Regions from separate parts of the Mus musculus genome. Here region 2 is linked to region 1. A link is a contact called in public Hi-C data. All regions are on one chromosome and are shown on one strand. The core of a region is the stretch at or near the end of the contact, and the rest is flanking DNA. Distances in the headings are between cores, read along the strand shown.

Evidence for each region. Hi-C and Micro-C count contacts between places; a contact is called where the count stands out from the background.
Region 2: a Hi-C map of the G1E-ER4 cell line shows a contact between it and region 1, with 3 times the contacts expected there. The contact joins two enhancer-like sites. A contact is called at or near these places in 2 of 39 promoter capture datasets (embryonic stem cells and pre-B cells) and 1 of 484 Hi-C or Micro-C datasets (the G1E-ER4 cell line).

The regions. Positions count from the first base shown.
Region 1 is chr5:64,099,679-64,106,638 of GRCm38.p6, reverse strand. Pgm2 (phosphoglucomutase 2) reads right to left here. Exons shown (of 14, transcript NM_025700.3): 3 at 5,586-5,692; 4 at 3,701-3,785; 5 at 3,179-3,262; 6 at 2,732-2,925; 7 at 695-884; 8 at 1-31. Among named protein-coding and RNA genes, the nearest start is that of Pgm2, 10 kb to the right of the region's middle. Within about 2 kb of position 3,803, at least 74 of the 459 cell types and tissues checked have an H3K27ac peak or open chromatin away from gene starts, as enhancers often do. A contact at or near this core is called in the G1E-ER4 cell line, where this site is marked.
Region 2 is chr5:64,678,710-64,685,669 of GRCm38.p6, reverse strand. No RefSeq gene overlaps it. Among named protein-coding and RNA genes, the nearest start is that of Gm26761, 17 kb to the left of the region's middle. Within about 2 kb of position 3,124, at least 22 of the 459 cell types and tissues checked have an H3K27ac peak or open chromatin away from gene starts, as enhancers often do. A contact at or near this core is called in the G1E-ER4 cell line, where this site is marked.

The DNA.
Region 1 (6,960 bases), core at 2,554-5,053:
TGATTTTGTCAGCCAAGGCAAAAGATAAAGTCTGAAAGTGAGTTCAGAAAATAAAAGATTACCTGGAGTACACCGTAGTCTTTAAGATTTGCGTATTCTTCTGAGCTTTTCCCCAAAAGGCAGAGGGGTTTTTGTTGTTGTTTTGTTTTCTGCTTTTTTCCCCCTTACTTCTGGGTTTGCTTAGCCAGATTGTATTTCATCTTCCTAAATTGTAGGTTGAATGCTGGGAGTTCCAGTGACCACACAGAGCTGTGGCAGCCCTGTGGCTGGACAGGTATTTCTAGGCACTGTGTATATTTGGCCACACAAACCAGACCAAACCAACTCTTACAGTATCATTATTATCTAAAGTTTCAAAATGGTATGTGAGCCACATTGTAAATAATACCCTTTAACAAGAAAGTATAAAATTAAAAATATGAAAAACCTCTCCATCCTATTATCAATACATTTTGGCAATAGAGAAACTGTCAACGGATATTTAATTTAATTTAGACTTTAGCTCTTATTTCCTCACGAAAGATGCCAAGTCAGAAAGCTCCTTTAAGAAATTAGTGACCATCCAACACATATATTTACAGAGCTGTAATTCATTTTTTCCCCAGCACAAGAAACCATAAAAAACACAATATACTTGAGAGCAATGGCTCAGAGTTTAAAAGGCAGAGTCCATTATTTAATAAAAGTAGGTTACCAAGACACCTTTGCCCTCCTCAGGATTCGGGTATTTGACAGTTGGAAACTCGGGATCCGGATCTTTCTGTTGGGGAACAGCTTCGGGAGGAGCAAGGTCAAAAGCCTTGAAGGCCAACTGCACAAACTCGTGGCCCACACCATGGACAGAGGTGTGCACGAACTTCACCTTGCTCTCCTTGTTTACCGTTCTAGAGTAAGACAAAATGGAAAACGACAAAAGATATAAACAAGGCTCTCTAGAGGGAGGGTTTAGAAAATACCATGCACTGGGGCACTTAATACTGTAAGAGAGGTGCTTCAGTGTGTGTGGCCGGTACAGCTGGAAGCCTTTGGGAGACCTAAGCTATGCCCTCCACACAGGATCTCCAATGACTTGAAAGATTCATTATCACCAAATGTAAACACAAAAGTTCAGAGAGCAGAATTTTTTTTTCTTATAATCTTGGTACAAAGTCTTTGAAAGTATGAATAAAATGCAGAAACCAAGAATTAAAAGACAACTAAATATTAACAAAATCGTTTAAAAGCTTCCACAAAAAAGTTTCAATTAAAAAATGTCAAAAGTAACAACAGGGGGAGAGTGGACACTTGAGGGAAACAAGACTTCATTTTTCTAAAGGAAGAAAGAAGTTTGCTAAATCCGACAGACAAGCAAATACACAGAAAAGATAAATAGAGATCAAATTTTCTGAGTTCGAGGCCAGCCTGGTCTACAGAGTGAGCTCCAGAGAAACCCTGTCTCGAAAAAACCATGTATATGTGTATATATCAAACAAGCATGAAAAAAGTTTTTCATAATTAAGGGTGTAAATGAAAGTGAGATTTTTGTGCTTTTCTAACAAATGGGGGGGAAATGATAAATCTGATAATGTGGAGCAGAAGGTCGAACGTGGGGTTCTATGTTATTTACCACAGACTGCAGGTGGGGGTACCCACCACTCTACTGTTCTCAGAGGGCAGCTTGCTGATCACCCTCAACCTTGAAAATGCATGTGCTATATAATGCAAGAGGGTTATTTTACATACACAAGTAAATGCTGCTTTCTCGTGCTACTTGCAGTGATCCAAAATAAACAAGCACCCAGTCAACTCTCCCAGTTTGTGAAACTGCATCAGAGGGCCCGAGGGAAAGCTCACAGATGGATCTTGTTTGCATCCCCCACCAGCGGGAGGAAAGTGATAAACTCAGTTTTAGAGATTTCTTTGGTAGAGAAAAAAAATCCAATGACTTGGGAACTCAGATCTCTAGCCCATAGCCCAGGGAGACTCTAAGCCAGTGTGGTTTCTCTCGTAGATGGGATTGGAGTCTCGTCTCTGCACTGGAGTTAGCCAGGCCCATGCTAGCTAACAAACACCGCATCGGATAACCAGAAACTGAATTTCAGGTTCAGAGAGGCAATAAGCAGTAGCGGAACCTAAACTCTCCTGCTCAGTACCTGACTGTGACCACCAAGTTTGCCCCAGGCTGAACAAACAGGCACCATAGCACTGCATGACCACAGTTGGGTACCGGGGATTAGAACGCAAGTCCCCACACTTAGGTAGCAAGTGCTCTTGCCCACTGAACCATCTTCCCAGCCCTGAAAGTATTTTTTAAATACACATATATACATATAGTTGTATCCATACAAGCATATATATAGACACAGCTACAACTGTATATATATATATATATATATATATATATATATATATATATATATATATTTACAACACTTCAAACTTAGCCCACCGTGGGTTGGCCACCTGCTTCGGTAAATAAAGCCATCTCAGTGTGGCTTGCCTGACTGGTCACTTGTGCCGCTTGTACACTAGAATAGCACATCTGAGGAGATGAAGTCAGGCTCTGTGTAGCCAGCAATGCCGTGAGGATTTGTTACCGGTTTCTTTAAGAAAAGGTGGCCAGCTCTGCTGCCGCCCCATACAAATGCAGCTAACCATGTATGCACCAGGCAGAGGGGATCAAATCAAAACCCAGACATTGATAGAATTCGGCTGAATCACATTAGCTGAAGTGAAGCCACGGCCCAGTTACCTGTGAAAACAGTATTTTTTAAGGTCTTCAAAGTAGTCATTACCGATGGACGCGCTGGGGTTGTGAAGAAGGGGACTACTGTCAACCAAAGACTCCTCCCAAGCCTGAGGCCAGGGCTCTAGATTTTCCTCAATGGCCTGAGAAATGCCGCGATCGTGGGGAGAGATGATCTGAGCTCCGTTGTCCCAGTAGACCTAGAGAAGCCAGGAATGCATTTAGCAGGTTCAGGATGCAGAGCACCCACTCCCGAAGAACACAGGGCTGGGGTTCCACTGTGTGAGGAGAGAGCGTGTGTGGGGGTTGGGGGGGGGCTGGGAGGGGCTGGGGTTCCACTGTGAGAGGAGAGAGCGTGTGTGGGGGTTGGGGGGGGGGCTGGGAGGGGCTGGGGTTCCACTGTGTGAGGAGAGAGCGTGTGTGGGGGTTGGGGGAGGCTGGGGGGGGGGTTACCTTATAGCCATTGTCCTGCTTTGGATTGTGCGAGGCAGTGATCATGATGCCTGCGCAGAGTTTCAGGTGCGACACGGTGTACGGCTAAACCGAGCAGGAGACGGTTCTTAAGAAAGATTAGGCAGAACGGAAATGCCCACCGTACGTTGTTTGGAGCCATTCATCCTCCTGTATCACCCTACTATCATGCCAGGCCACTCAGCATCTTGTGTCCCATTTCAGTACCATGCAGTATCCCCCTCGTCTGTGGTTTTGCCCTACTCTGTCTCAGTGACCCGTGGTCCAGGAAGATGTGTCTTAGCTCTTTCAGCAGGGCCCGCACTCATTTAACTTCCTGACAGGACACTGCGACAACTCTTCCATTTTATTATTAGTTACTGTTGTTAGTCTTTTATATCCTTGACCCATAAATTAAGCACGCATTGGTACAAACAATGAATTAAGCATTGGCCGTGAGCTGCTTGACCTTCTATATTGTCTGCAGCCCTCTGACAAGTACTTTGAAAGGAAGCGGTTACTTACCACAAAGGGGGTGGGGGTTATATCAGAGAAGAGGTATACAGGAACACCCTGGGTGATAAATGCAGTCGCAGCCAGCCGGGCAAACCTAGAAATGCAGAAACAGGGACAAAAAGGAGAGAGTCACAGTCAGAGCTTCCCGTGGCAGTGTGAAACAAGGAACAAGCTGGGGTGGAACCCAGGGCTTCCTGCGTTCTAGGCTAACCCTCCATTAACAAAGCTGCAGCCCTGGCCCCGGCATTCAGTAGTGAAAGGAAGAGGAAGAACACCGAAGCTGAGACAGCCAGAGTCCTCTCCTCCCCTCTTTAGTTTAGGATAAAGGCCTGAGGTCACCTTGTCACACGTCCAAGGCCACTGTCCTCAAGGATACTGATAATGCCTAGGACAGTCACCACAACAAATGGTCCAGCAGCTGTGACATCATGTGTCACTATGCAGAGGCTTAGGAGCCCCGATTTATACTGTCATAATTCAGTACACACCTCATATGGACTCTGATTAGGTGTTGTTTTATTTAAATATAAGATGTGTTCTTATGTGTGTGTGCATAGCAGAGACAGGAACCACAAACCAAAAAGAACTGGTAAGTGCCAGTCACTTCAAGCAAATGCCATCCATGGCTCCAGGAGCAGAGCAAGGACTGTCCTGTAACCAACAGTGTTAACCTATCTGAAAAGCACAGTAGTATCAGCTATGACAGGTCTAAACCAGGGTTTACAGTATATGGGAACCAAGCCCGGTGGTGAGCGCCTGTAATCCTGCACTCTAAGAGACGAAAAGAGAATCATGAATTCAGTACTGGTATGGGCTACTTAGTGAGAGCTGCTCTCAGAATTGACAAGATAAAGCAGGGGAAGTTGTACCCAGGCCTTACACAAGTCATGTGCCTTTTCATATAGGTGACTCGTACAGTGAGGGGTATCTTAGAAAAGGTCTCTGCTGGGTACCGAGGTTCAATTTTAAATGTTTCCTACGTTGTTTGGGGGATTCAAATGGTAAACACCGGATCAGCGTTCAAACAACTGCTGCCCCTACTGCCGTCACTATCTTCAGCACCACTCTGTTCAGAATTACGCGACCACAGTTAACCAGGAGTCCAGTTGGTCTGAGACTGTCACAAAGCTACACCCTGACAAAGGTGTCTGTCAGGAAAGGAAGAGGCAATGATGCCTATAAATAGCAGAGGAGAATTACATGGAATCGAGTGAGACTCCAGTTTAGATAATTTTTTTCCCCATCATTTTTGTTTGTTTTTTGAGACAAGGTCTCTCTGTATATCCTCCTTGCTATGTAGCCGAGGCTGCCCTTGAACTCAAGAAGTCCTTCCACTCTGTTTCCTGAGTGCTGGGATTAAAGACCCAGGATAACCTGTCTTTTTTTTGGGGGGGGTGTGGGTTGGGGTCAGAGTTCAACTCAGGGTTTAGCCCTGGGTATCCTGGAACTCGCTTTGTAGACCAGGCTGGCCTCAAACTCACAGAGATCTGCCTGCCTCTGCTTCCCCAGGGCTGGGATTGCCCAGCCTTAACCCATTTCTTTTAAGAGCTAAGTAATTATGAGTTTAAAGTCAAGTCATTGAAAAAAAAATCAAGGGGCTGGAGAGATGGGTCAGGGGTTAAGAATATGTACTATTCTTACAAAGGCTTGCAACTGCCTATAACCCCAGCTAGAGGGGATCCAATATCTCTGGCCTCTGTGGGCACCTGCACCCATAGGCAAATATCCACATGCACACACACATATTCAAATTTAATTTAAAAAAATGGTTTTTAAAAAGTCAAACTATTGAAATGATTCAAAATAAAAGTATAAAAGAAATTATGAAAAAAAATCCTTTCCTGAAAAAACCGTCTCCAGGTTCCATCCCAAAGCACCCCTCAAACCTAAATACCTCCGGCTGCTGCCCCCGCTGGCGGGGTGAGCTCTCGCATCGAAGCTGATCACCACGCCCCTCTGCTTCAGGTCACTGAACTGCTTTTCCAGGTACCTGCAAAATCCCTGAACGTAGCCCAGGGAGTCAAAGCGCACATTTCATACATATGATATAAGAATCAGCCCAAAATGATATTTTCCCCATTTTCACAGGATAATATCTTTGGCATAGAAGACTGGGGACCAGTGATTGTGCAGACTGAATGGTGAGATGAAAACAGCTTTTTGGACTGTCTACTCTAAGTCAGATGCTGTGCTGAATTTAATATCTCCAGGTCCAGACTAACTTGCTCAAAATCTCCTTCTTTTGATGGGAACACAGAGAACAGCAAGGGCCTACTCAGTTTCAGACCTAATGAGCTGCAGACCATGGCTTGTACCCAGGTCTGGTGACAGGTGGATCAGTGTAGGGTGTAAGGTGTGTGTGTGTGTGTGTGTGTGTGTATATATATATATATATACACACACACACACACACACACACACATATATATATATATATGCCTCTGAGGCCAGAAAATGGATTTGAACTCTACTCTGCCACCATTGAGGAAGAGACAACTTTTTCTTCCTTTTCTCTAGTTTCCACGTCTATATATAGTAACACCAATAATCCATACTATATAGAGCTTTTGTAAGGCTTAAATGAGCTATAAAAAACGGCAAGGTGAGGCCGGTTAGTAGTATGCTTGCCTTGTAAGCCTGAGGAGCTGTATTTGATACCCAGAAGCCAACTTTAAAAAAAAAAAAAAAGTTAGGTGTGGTGGCACAAGCTTGCAATCCCAGTATTGGAGAGATGGAGACAGCTCCTACATCCATGGGGCTCCCTAGCTACCTAGCCTACTTGGTGAGTTCTAGGCCAGCAAGAGACCCTGTCTCAAAAGAAAAAATGAACGGTGCCTGAGAAGTAAACACTGAGGTTATCTTCTGGTCCCCAGATGTGCACGTGTTTGAATGGTCATTTCCTTTAAAGCCCTGATCCCCTGCTTCCAGAGTCAGCAGGGACTTCTGACATTTCTCTCTGCTTTGTGACATCACTTAGAGAAAGCCAATGCATTTTATACAGTTTTGACAATTAACTGATGAAAGTCTGTTTGGTTTGTTTGTTTCGGATACTATTTACCAGAAATCTAAAGGATACTGGAATTAATCCATTTATAGGGTAAAATTTGCTCTGCAAATCAAACTTGTGCATTTTGGGGCTATCACTACCTGCCCCAAGCTGGTGGAGCATCCCATCCCTGTATCTCAGGGATCGAACAGCATCACATCGGTCTCAGACACATGAGAGCAGCGAACTTGGAATCTCAACACTCTATACACTGGACATTGTC
Region 2 (6,960 bases), core at 1,875-4,374, 580 kb before region 1:
GAATTTGCCACTTAATCCGAGCTGGCTTTGAACTCATGATTTTCTTATTAGCACTCTGGACTGTGTCAACTCTGAACTTTCAGAAGTCCTTGTGCTTTCCTTTCTATCTAGGAAATCCCTTAAGCCAAAATGACCTGTGTCTCTGTTTTTAAGGATAATGAAAAAAAGATAAAGGCAGGATGAGAGGAGGGAGCCGGAAGAGCTGCACACAGAAGAAAGGGAGGTAGCGGGAGGGCCTGAGAGGCTCCCCACAGGATGAAGCAGTGGAAAGTCTGGCCTCAACAGACTTCTTATGGAGGATGAGGGGAAAGAAGATGGGCGAGTCGCCTGGAGGGCCTTGAGGAAGATCTATGCACTACCCTATCCAGTAGGAATTTCCTTTGCAGAAATCTAGCAGATAAACCAAAAGAAATGAAGTCACACACACCAGTCAGTCTAGCAGAAGATGTCTTCGCTGTGCTTTTCTTTACTGTGGTAGTGAAAATGAGAGCAAGCTGAATAGCAAGGGCAAAGGAGCAAGATAGGATGAATAAGAGAACACTGCAATGAAGTCTACGGGTCCACTCATAGTCAGAAATGGAGCCTCTAGTGTTGCGTTGCTCAACACAGTAGTCACTAGCAGCTCACTCCTAGCTATGGGAATTTGTATTTGAAACATGTCTGGAAGAAATTAAGTGAATGGAGGTATAGAGGAAGTTACCAGGTTGAGAGTTGGAGAGGGGTCATCAGGAAGAATCTGGGGTTCTCTAGTGGGCCTCACAGACAAAGGGGAAGTAGAAGAGACTTCAGAGGGAGCTAGGATTTTAGGCCATCTGTGGTTGTAGAGAAAATGGCACCCGCTTTCTACCAAGTGCAAGGACTGGCTATGAACAGCACTGAGGAAAAAGCCCAGTGAGGTATAGGGGCGCTTTCTCCAGAGACAGGTGGCTCACTCTGTGCTCTCCCTCTGGCTGCTAAGTAGTACTGTGGAGTGGAGCAGCTTTTCTATTCGCCCAGCTTTTTCTCGGATGTCACACCATGAAGCCAAACTTCTTGAGAATCACTTCTGGGATGTTTCCTCTCTGAATTGATTTTACAGTTACAACCTTTTATCTAAACCTTCTTCTATTTCTTTCTAGCTTGGAGATAGGTAGCCAAACAAGCTACTTCCTTCCTGAGTTCTGTTCAATTCAACACTGCAAGCCTCTCCCAGACAGTCGGTGTTGATTATCAGCCACCTTGTGGGTTTTGATGTCTGACGAGTACAAACTCACACGCTTTGATATGTATTGTTGTGTGTGAACTGTTATGTACTTCTATTGAACGTTTAAACAAACTATTGAATCTGTGCCCATAGAAAACCTTTAGTAGCACAGAAATGTGCATGGGTTGGTGTGTATATGGGTGTGGTCTACACAGTCACTGAATAATGAGCCACGTACTGTATGTCAGGCCCTGTGGGAGATAAAAGCCTAAACATTACGTCCTGCTTCCTAAGCATATTTCAACCAAAAGGACAGAGATTTAATCATTTCCAGGTAAGTCTTAAACTAGAAAACCAATGGGCTTCATAGATATATTTTAGAGCCGACAGCATTGAAGTCAAACATTTTTGTCTTTATAGAAATCACCCACAGTCGCTGTGAATGAACCCTCCCTTCTGCAGATGGCAATGTATAGCACATCTTAGGTACAACTCTAGGTGGTATAATTTACTCATGTAATTAAACTATATTTATAGTTACCACTATATTTATGAGGGCTTAGTCTTCTTAGTTTTCTGTGGGCGTGACAGAATAGCACAGGCCAAGCAACTTAGAAGTGAAATTTAGTTCTCAGGGTTTTTAGATTATTCAAGCAGTTGTGGAGAGACACAAAACAGAAAGAAAGGCTTGTGCTGACATTAGGTGGGACAACAGGGTACCTTTGTCATTCACACATGCGGATAGCCAAAATGCCTACAGAGGAGATGGGATGCAGCCCCTTGTTGAGATAGAAAAGACTTCTGTAGTCTGCACGAAAGGGAAGCTGGGAAGTGTAGTCTTTCAGTAGGAAACTATCTGCTGTGGCAGGGTGGAGACCAAGGCTAGAGGCTGCATCTGGAAAGGGCTTTCTTGTTGTATCAAGAGGAACATATACGAGTAGCTAGGATGCGGGGGCTGGGGGTGGGGCTCTTCCTCTTCTTATAAAGCCACTGGTCCCAGCACAGGGATCCTGCCTTATGGCTTCATCTAAGTCTGATCACTTCCCAAGAGACTTGTCCCCAGATATCACTACTATGTGGATTTCCAGGTTTTCAGCAGCATGAGCTTTGGGGGACACATTTAACTATGTATATGGTTTCCCTTGTAAAGACCTAGAATTAAAAACAAAAAACAAGTAAGACATAGGTTTTTTTATTTGCTTGTTGGTTCTTGGTTTTTTGAGGCAGGGTTGGTTTCTCTGTGTAACAAGCCCTGGCTGACCCAGATTCACTTTGTAAATCAGGACCATAGAGATCTGCCTGCCTCTGCCTCCTGAGTATTGGTATCAAAGACATGCAACACCAGTCCTGGCAAGATGTAGTTCTGAGTCTCAGGTCACACTGGCTATCTGGTAAGAAGGGCAAGTTACAAATACAAGATCCCCGGTAGGCACGATGGTGTGGTGTAAGCCCTTGGAGGCGTCACAGAAGACAGCCATGTGCCACATCCCCTGTTGCTGAGCCTGCATCACTGAGTACAGGGTCTGGGTGATGATCTGCCTCTCTGATGGTCTCCTGGCCTCCTGCTGAGTAGTGGTTCTCCTGTGCTAGATCTGTGGGTCCGTGGCCTTGTAAGGCTGAAGGACTCAGCCCAGCAGGACTTCCTGCTTGAGCTGCTCCACAGGCCATCTTGCTGCAGTTCTCTTTTACTCTTGGTCTGGAACCAGGAAGGGTAGCTGCTCCGTTTTCCTCCTCTGATAAAGCTGTTGATACCCATCCTGGCTCACTATGCAGCTGGGATGGGGCCAAGAAACCCATTAAGAGCTTCTAGTTGTCTTTAGGATAAAATCCAACCTTCCTCCAAGGCCGGCCCTAATCTTGATGGCTGTCTTCCCCGAACTGCCCCTACCATGGCTCTTTTGGACAGCTGCCAAACCCCATCCTGTGGTCTCTTCAGGTGCACCACCCACCCTTCAGGCTCTTCTCCAACCTTTGTACATTGTCTTCCTTGGGCCTAAAGTACTTTCCCTCCTAAGCTGTGCCTGCCAGATCTGTATCACGCTCCGGCCCTCGGCTTCTAGGTCATTTCCTTAGGCAAGTCCCTGCTGACCTCGGAGATAAGGTGGCTTCTAGATGACCCAGGACCTATCTCAGTCCCCATCAAATGTCAGAGAGAATGTTGTTCCCTTTCTTCCTGTCTGCTGTAACCTGCAGAGGGAGGGCACAGACCGCATCAGTTTGGCAGGCTTGGGGACAGCCTTTTGGGCCGATGAGCCGGATCGCCAACATGTGCAGGAAGGTGGGCTCAATGTCTAGTTCAGTGTTTCTGTCTAGAAAATGCTTATGTTTTGGACAAGGAACCCCCCACATAGCTTCATTCTGTACTGGGCCTCAGATATTATGCAGCTGATAAGTGGACTGGGAAATGAATTAGTGTACATAACATATTGTTTATATTCTATTTATACACGCATTAGTTCTTGTAGTATATTGAATCAAAAGGTGGGTCAGAAAGATCACCCGTTGAGTAAAGAAGCTGACAAGTGAGTTTGTTTGTTTGTTTGTTTACTTGAGAGGAAGGGTGTCTTCAGGCTGTCTTGGAAGTCTCTGTGGCACGGGCTGACCTTGACTTCACAGTGATCCACAAGCTTCTGTTTCCCATGTGCTGGGATTACAAGTGTGAGCCACCACAGCAATCTGGAGATGACCTGAGTTTGAGTCCACAGAGTGAGAGGAGAGAACGGACTCCCACAAACTGTCCTCTGACCTCCACACATGTTCCACAGAACCCACATGCCCCCCCCAACACACATACCAAATAAACATAAGTGTAAAATAAATAAATAAAAACAAGGCAATCTTTGAAAGAATTGTGTGCTGTCTGTTCTGTGAGATAGGTTTTCATTAAAAATTGCATTTTATGTGACCATAACCAAGTGTGTATCTGGAATGGTTTACTTAGTCTTAGCTCTCACTGAGAGTGTAAGTTGGGAATGAGGGGTGCCCAATCCTAGCCCTTGGGGAGTGGATGCAAGAAAGCTAGAAGGTTGAAGCAGGGGGATCACAAGTTGGAAGCTAACCCAGGTTACATAACAAGATCTTGTCTAAAACAAAACAAACAAAGCAACCACCACCGCTGTAAAAACCACACGGTCTGGGTGGCTACGACCCAACCAGCGTATTTCTCACATTCTGAGATGCTCAGGAAGAGCCAGGCATCGGTTGGGCTGATGATGTCAGCCTCCTCCTCACAGGTGGGACATTCTCCCTGGGTCTTTTCCTGGTGGGAGAGATGGCAGTGCCTCCTTTGGGCTTCATTTAGAAGGCTGTACTATCATGATTCAATCACTCCTAATACTGTAACCTCTGGGATCAGGATTTCAGTCTGTGTATTTGGGGGGTCATGGAGGACAGATGCACTCAGTCTATACAAGGGAGTCTTTTTTTTAAAAGGATCTTTGAGTTATCACCATCATGTCTAGTAGGGCAATGGCTGTCTTTAGCATCTATTTGTTTATTTATTTAGTATTTATTTATTTATGTACTTATTTTTATGTGTATGGGTCCTTTGCCTGCATGTTTGTCTTTATGACACATGCATGCTTGGTACCTGCTGAGACCAGAAGAGGTTGCCACACCTCCTGGAACTGGAGTTGCAGACATTTGTGAGCTGCCATGTGTGGGTGCTGGGAATCGAACCCAGATCCTCTGAAAGAGTCTCAAGTTCTCTTAACTATTGAATGGGTCCTCTCTTCAGCTCCCTGTCTTTACCATCTTTGGTCACATGGAGAAGGCAGTTTATTTTAGGGAGGAAGGGTCAACTGTGGATTCTAATGCAGTGGGTCCCAGAGCCTCTAGAACATGTGACAGGCTCATTTTCGTTCTCACTACTGTGCATCAGGAAGGGCCAGAACAAGGTCTGGCTGGCCTGATCTCTTCTCTGCAACTTCCCCGATTCCAGACTGGCTTCCCCGGTTCTAAAGCAGGCGTGGGAAAGGTTTCACACCACCTCCCACCTGTCTTTCCAGGAACTCAATTCTGCCAAGAAAGCCACTCCACTGAGGGACGAGTGGGGATGGGGGTGGGGTGGAGGTGGGGGAAGAATGTGGAAGCCACGCCCAGAGCCCCTAAGCTCACCGTTCTTTTATCTCTGTGTGTGACTGTCTTTGTCCTTGTAATAGCTCCTTCTCCTTGCCCACCACTCTCTCTTCATTTCTCTACTTAAGGCCTGGCCATCTTTAAGGAAGCTGAACTCTGCCTTCCCGGAGCTCCGTCACCCCCGCACCCTGCGTCCTGCACGGTCAGCGCTATCCACCCTGTGCATTCTCACAGTGGCCGACTTCCTGTGTCCTGGTGGCTGGGCGAGTATCATCTACTTCCTTGTTTGTTTTTCTGGGATTTTAGAGTTCTCCACGGGCCTGGCTTTGCCTCTTCAGTATCAAGAACATCTGGGACATGGTATATTAATAAGCGCCTGTAGAAGCGGTGGATGCTTAAGAGAACGAAGCTCTCTTTCCAAACAGTCTTTTCGGAATTAGGACGCTCCTTGGGTTTCACTGACTGCCCTGCATTTGTTGGCCTGTCTTCACCCTGTCTTAAGGTCTTGCTATAGGAAGGAGAAGAAGGAACAGGCTTTCCTACTTAATGTAGCTCCTGCCATGTTGCCCTCATTTGTCCCTCAGAGACATTCAAGTTTATAGATGGTCAATTGTGGCTATCAAGTAGCATGCATGATGGAAATATAAACTCAAGGTCTGCTTTGGCTAAGCACCAGGCTGGGGCTTACCCAGCTCCATGGAGGAACCAGATACAGTGCCTGGCTTGAGAGTTAAAAGTCTATGCAGGAGCAGGGCATGGTGTCTCATGCCTTTAATTCCAGCTCTTAGTGGTTGGGGCAGAGGCAGGTGGATCTCAGTGAGTTCAAGGCTAGCCAAGGCTACACAGATAGTGAATTCCAGGGCAGTCAGAGATACATAATGAAACCCTGTCTCAAAATAACAACAATGAAAGTAATAATAATAAAATAAAATTTAAAATGTTTATGAGGACTGCTGGGTGTGGGGTGGTACATGCCTTTAATCCTAGCACTCAGAAAGCCGAGGCAGGAGGCTCTCTGGGAGTTCAAGGACAACAAGGCTCCATAGTGAGACCTGTTTTCAAAGTTTTAAAAGTGAGAAGGCTATGAGGTAATCCAGACTACAGACATCAGAAGAGTGAAGCAGCAGCCCCTCTGCCTTGAGGATGGAGCACTAAGCATTCATGAAAATGCCAAGCTGGTATTGGAAAGCTTTAAACTAAGACAATCCTTGAACATGTATGTGCTTGTTAGCCCTCAGAACTTTCATGGGGCTAAGTATAAATTCTGTGTCATTTTCAAGACAGGGTTTCCCTCTGTGTAACAGAGTCCTGGCTGTCCTGGAACCAGCTCTTTTGCTCACAAAGATCTGCCTGTCTCTGCCTCCTGAGTGCTGGAATCAAAGGTGCACGCCACCATGACCGGCTAATTCTATTCTTCTCAGAGAAGGAAACTAAAGTGAAGAGAGTGACACAGATGGCAGGATGTTCAGGGTGTCTCCTGGGATCAGCATCACTAAGGTCAGTCCCCTAACTATCTGATATACAGTCTTCCTTCCAGAAGGTTCAGTAGGGAGGAAGCAGATGCTGAGGCCCTGTGAAGGCTTGAGAAGCCTTTGAGGTGGCAAAGAGCAGCTTGACTTAATGCAGTTAAGCTGTAAGTATGGTTTTGGAGTTTTGGTTCTTTGAAAACTAGCCATCCTGGAGGGTCTTGAATACAAATG